2 separate regions of the Gossypium hirsutum genome follow, and region 2 is linked to region 1. The links are chromatin contacts, called in public Hi-C maps. All regions are on one chromosome and are shown on one strand. Each heading gives the region's core, a stretch centred on a gene start, on an enhancer-like site or on the middle of the called end of the contact. The rest is flanking DNA. Distances are from core to core; before and after follow the strand shown.

Region 1 (3,085 bases), core at 532-3,031:
AAAATTAACAACTAAAATAAATTGGTTTTAAAAGTTGGAGGCGAAAAACCATGTAAAAAAAGCTTGTTTAAATTTTGACCATCTCTAATCATACCCATCAAGATCAAAAGTAAAGGGCACACCGATGCTTCCCATGCAATGAAAATGATGATTTATAACCCTCTCTAAGCATGCTAGAGCCCAAAAACTTGATCTTCAGAAATACCTCACTTTGGCCATTCATTCTATGATTTAATGATTTAAATTACCCCTTACAATTTGGACATTCCATTTTAGGAATTTGCTATATGGATATATAGATATGGTTATGAATTATGCTATAGGATCTCATCTTTTGCCCATATTCAACTAACTTTTACCTGTATAAAACTCAATAGGATTCTCTGTTGAACTGCACATACATGAACAATGATGATGTCCTATAAAATGACTAAAATTATCCTAAAAGTACAATAAAGACTCGTTTACATTCCATCATTAAAATTAATAAGAACTTCATATTTTTCTTCTCCACTAGGAAAGTCCAAATAGCTATGGAAATGTTTGTTTCTTTTCCTAATATTATTCCATTACTATTGCTCTTTCTTGTATTCAATGTTCTTCCAAAGACGTGTAACTTACCATGCACTAACATTTTCTCATCTCATAATACTGTTAAACCTAACCTAAAACTTGAGCTTGTATGCACTGCAATTGCAGCCAAGCAAACCCATGAATTATGGAACATATTAGCGTACCAGATCAACTAAATGCACTTCTCTCCTGGATTCTGATTTAGTAAAATGGCAACTACTCGTTAAAATATTGAGCACAATGTCAAGATCAACATTCTGAAGCTTCCCTTCCACCCCCTCTAGATTCAAGAAGATTAATGTCAAGTACCCTACCCTATGTGGTTTCTCAAGCCACACAAGAACAAACTGCTCATCACATTATATGCACAAAAAGGACAGTTCACATATGCCTTCAGAGAAGATTTGATAACTACTACCCTTGGTTCTAATGCTGGTCTACCTGAAGAATGGCTACCAACATGAACATGCCATTCCATAATATTAAATTAAAAGGACTCATACCAACATGAAACACAAATCAGCATGCAAAAAAATTCAGGCAAAAAAATTCTGGTCTACTCTCTGCTGATTAAATAGAGTTTTATTCAGGCAAAAATATTCTTGAATTCAACTGAAATTATATCAGCATGTAAGCAAATATTTTTATGACCAAAATCAGCAGCAGCACAATGAAAGCAGCCACAATCCAAGGCAAAGACAGGCAAAGAAATGAAAAGTTCAAGATTCATACCTCAAGATTCAAAAACCAAACGCCGAGACCGAGAGAAAAAATGAAGCAGTGGATTTCAAAAACCACAACAAATGAAAGGGAAAAAATGAAAAAAGAGACCGAGAGAGAGAATCGGTAAAGAAATGGGAGGAGAAATGATGAGGACAGAAAAAGGAGAGGGTGGAGGTCGATTTCGGGTAGGGAGGGAGGGTAAAACAGAGACTTGGGAAGGGAAGCCGGACGTAATAGGGTAATCGTCGATTTGGGAAGGGAATAGAAAAGTAGAGAATTTGGGAATTAGGTCGGTATTGTAATAGGCGCGTAATACCGATTACAGCGAACCAAACGCCGAAATAGGTCGGTAATGTAATAGGCGCGTAATCGGGGCGTAATGGATTACCTATTACACTGAACCAAACACTAGATATAGATGAGTAATTGGGCCTTCACGAGAGTTTATTTTGGTAGAATGGAACCATAGTTTGATTCTCTGTTGGGCCCATGCTTAGGTTCAATGGTCCAGATGCAAAATAATAAACCACGAATAACCATAGAAGAGCATCCTCTCTTCTCTCCCTCAAACTCTGAGAAACAGAAAATCGAAATAGAAGATCATCGAAAATAAAGAAAGCAAGTAAGCTTCCAACACTCGGCAGCATTTTTGAATTCTGTAATTGGATGAGGGTTACTAACCTGAAATAACTCAACCAATCTCCATCGTTGGACGCACATAAGAAACGAAACTAGAGCCAGGGATCCGAATTTCAAACACCAAGATCTAAATGACGGATCCGAATCTGGATCTGCAAGAATCGGGTTGGGAGGAACTCAGGAGAGAGGCTCGAAAGATCGAGGGTGATCTCGATGTCAAACTCTCTTCTTATGCTAAGCTCGGTGCTAGGTTCACCCAAGGAGGTTTGCTCTTTTACTGCTTCCTTTTTCATTTTATTATCTCTAGATTTTTGTACCAAATGCTTCTTTTTTTGTGCTATATAGTTGCATTTTGATTTTCTTTTGGTAGATTACAGTAATTATGAATAAATCTGTTAAAAAAACTGAACAAACTCCAATGGCTGAATAGATTGGATCTTTAATACCAAAGAGCATATATTTATTCCTTGTATTTAAATAGCCTTTGAAATCTGGTTAGATTCTTTTTTCCCCTTTGTGATGATATATGTATTCACATTGAGCTTATCTAGATACTGGGTCGCCAACCGTTGGGTCAAGTAGATCATGGAAGTCTATGGAAATGGAAATTCAGTCATTGCTCGAGAAACTGCTGGACATAAATGATGCCATGAGCAGATGTGCTGCGTCTGCTGCTTCAACTACTTCAGTAACCCAGAAGCTTGCAAGGCATAGAGACATACTACATGAGTTTACTCAGGTTTGTTTGTTGTCTACTCTGTAATTTTTATCTAGACTTGTTATTAGAACTCAGGTTTCCATGTATAATTACCAGGTGCTATAAGCTTCAATGAAATATGAACATTTCCTGATATTTTGCCCTACATCACTGCTAGATATTAAATTATGTGTAGTGTATAGTCTTGCAACTTCTAATTATTGCTGTTGTTTTTGTATTCTTTTTACCACTGCAATTGGAAAAACTCTCTTCCAACCTCTAAGTCATTGTTACCATTATGTTTGTGAGCCATGGTTCAAACTGATAATATACCAAATCATGACACCATCAAGGCATGCTTATAAACATGTTTGATTGGTTGTTTTGGCAATTCTTACTAGGATATCTGTACCTCTATTTGAAATAAAATATAATTCAGTTATTCTATTTCTT
Region 2 (2,905 bases), core at 28-2,527, 150 kb after region 1:
CTGCACAAGTGGCTTGCAGTGGGGAAATGCCCGCACACATGGATCGAACGTCCAGAACATCCGATGGAAAATTCTTTTTGCCTGCTGTAACTGGTCATCCGGGCCGTAATATGGACTTGTCTGCAACTCAATCATAGTCCCCGATACGTACTTCCGCATAGCAGCTATCCAACCTTGAAGCTCGTTATACGACGAATCGTAATCCCCATACAATTGCTCCATCGCCATCTGTTTAGCTATCCATGCCTTCCGATATGAGACTCGATACTGGAATCATGCTTGCACTTCCGCAATGAGTACCGAAACTTTAATGGTCGGCATGTCCTTCACCATTGGCATGATACACATACAAATAGTTTTCGAATCAAGTTTTCTATGATCTTCTGTCATACGTGTTGATGTGCATGTATGAGGACTAACAAATTTTCGTATCTCCCACATCTGTGAACTTCTAATGAATGCAGCTCGTACCCGCCAATTGCAGCCTTCCGCTGCCTTCCAACACTCCCCAACATATATTGTCGGAGTAGACACGGAGACTTTATAATCCACCGATATCTTCATGTTGTACCGTTTAATGGCATATACGCACTCTTCTTTACAGCTGAATCTTTGGCCTATGAATAACTCATCATCACCAGATGTTACGGCCAGCCCGTGAGAATGAACTATTTTAGGGTACTCTAGAAACTCAGCTACATACGCTGCGTCGAGGTCTATGAGCGACATGTGTGGCCCAGGATTATTGTGTATCACAATACGCCGCATCTGCTCCCCGACCGAAGAAGCGTTAATGCCTTCATCGTTGTTGACATCTTCATTGTCAATATCATCAGGTACATCGTCCACATCGGGATCAACGTCACTATTGACCTCTTCATCCCAATGATCGCCACCACCTTCTTCTTCGCCGGCACCTTCTTCTTCACCACCAACCATGTCAACATCGGGTGTAATATTCAGGTCGATACCCATCCTACCCATAGTTGATTCACTATCAACGTATGATATTGGAGCCACCATCCGCGGTTCTTCAGCCCCGTATTCTTCATCAGATGCATTAACATCTTCATTTTGCTCCATACCGACTAACTCAGCAAATAAGTGAATTGGTGCATTCTTCTCACTCTCATTCCCATAGTAGAGATCGACCATTGTCTCTACGTCTTCGTCGTCTACAAGTTCCATTTCGACGAATTTGACTGGATTTGTCGAAACTGGAAACTTGTAGAAAATTTTTGATACCCTTCTCCCACAACGTCTATGAATTTTTGCATTAATCATTGCCTTCATTTCATCGAATGATACATTTCTATTAAATCTCATTGCTATTTGTTGCCGACATTCAAATACACATCCAACACTTATTGTTAAGATGACTCCATCGAAATAAACGCATACAAGAAACTTAGCATCTATCTTCAATATTTAATCTATCAAAAAAATAAAATCTCATAAAAATTCTCGAACGGTAACTAAATTACTTAAAAAAATTTAATGTTTAACCACTAATCCTTATAACTAACACACTAATAATATTAATAATTTTATACGAAAAATAATACACACTAAAATTTTTAATTTGGTAAGTAAAAATAATAAGTAACCATAATAATAATACTAGTTTTTTGCTAACAATAATATTACTAAGTTACATCTTAATACATTAATAACATCTTAATACTAATAACAACAACAACAACAACAATAATAATACTAACTAATACTATTATTTTGAGTTTTATTAATCTTAATAACTAAACTAAAATAAAAAATATTACAAAATATACAAAATAATAACAACAATATAATCAAAATTTTTTAAAAATATACCTTCTTTTTCTATTCTTTTTCTCTCCTTTTCTCTTCTTTTCTGTAACAACTCTTTTTTTTTCTCCCTTCAGCTGGACAGATCTCGGATTTATAATACGAATAGTGCCGCCAATCAATATGGCACCATTGGTGCCGCCAATGCCATTGGCGTGACTAAGGTACCGTCACATCGGTTAGATTTTTTTTTTGCAGATTTTTTTTAATATATTTTGGTAAATAAAAAAATTTATATATTTTTTAGTAAATAAAAAAATTATAATATTTTGGTAAATTTTTATTTTTTTATAATATTTTTGTAAAAAACCCAAAAGAAATCATAAATGGAAATCTTCTCAGGAAAGAATCTGTTTCTCATCATAACGGTCAAATAGATCTAAGTAAAAAAAAATAGTAATAAAGGTAAGTTAAAAGAGGTAAGCTCTATTATTGATCTTGGCCCGATTATTAAAGAGACAGTTGGGCCAAATGTGGGGTCCAGATTGACTCTCAACGGCATAAATGAAAACTGACCGGTTATTAAGGAGCCGTTCAACTGCTTGGGCCTTGGGGATAATTCTGATAGTCAGGCCTGGGGTTTGCTGGATTAGCTTGGTCCGGTTTCAGTGGCCCAGCATAACCCTGTTGCTGTTGGTAGTTGCAGTCGACCCCTTGCAGCGGCCAGATTGTAAAGCGACACTAGCGCCAAGATGGGTCTTCATCTCGATGGCGAGGCTTCAACAGTTCAGGCAGTTTCGAGGATTGATGGGTGTGACAGAAATGAAGTGGTTGTGGAAGTGGGAAGTCTTGAAAACCCTTTTAACAAAAACGGTGCTCCTTCTTCGAACAACACCTTGGGTCTGTCTCCGATGGGTTTCTCCGGTTCGGGGAAGGGACTTAAAAACAAAGGCAGAGGAATTACTAAAAAACATAACAAAATTTTTCATGGTAACAACACTCGTTTAAAAACTCTGGATCTCAACGAGCATCATTGAAGGAATCAATGGAACAATTTGCAGAGAGCATTTCAGCTTCTTCCAAAGCCAATTTTGATTCTGAAATGCTCAATAAATCTGTTGAGAAGAACGAGGGAGTT

Evidence for each region. Hi-C and Micro-C count contacts between places; a contact is called where the count stands out from the background.
Region 2: a contact with region 1 is called in a Hi-C map of leaf, with 2.3 times the contacts expected there. The contact joins the promoter of LOC121219200 here to the promoter of LOC107954569 in region 1. A contact is called at or near these places in 3 of 34 Hi-C or Micro-C datasets (callus and leaf).

The regions. Positions count from the first base shown.
Region 1 is chrD07:26,027,029-26,030,113 of Gossypium_hirsutum_v2.1, forward strand. LOC107954569 (Golgi SNAP receptor complex member 1-2) reads left to right here and starts at 1,782. Exons shown (of 6, transcript XM_016890167.2): 1 at 1,782-2,199; 2 at 2,487-2,674. The coding sequence starts at 2,067.
Region 2 is chrD07:26,179,573-26,182,477 of Gossypium_hirsutum_v2.1, forward strand. It overlaps LOC121219200, which reads right to left and starts at 1,278. Exons shown (of 2, transcript XM_041096902.1): 1 at 1-1,278. The coding sequence starts at 1,188. The coding sequence ends at 274.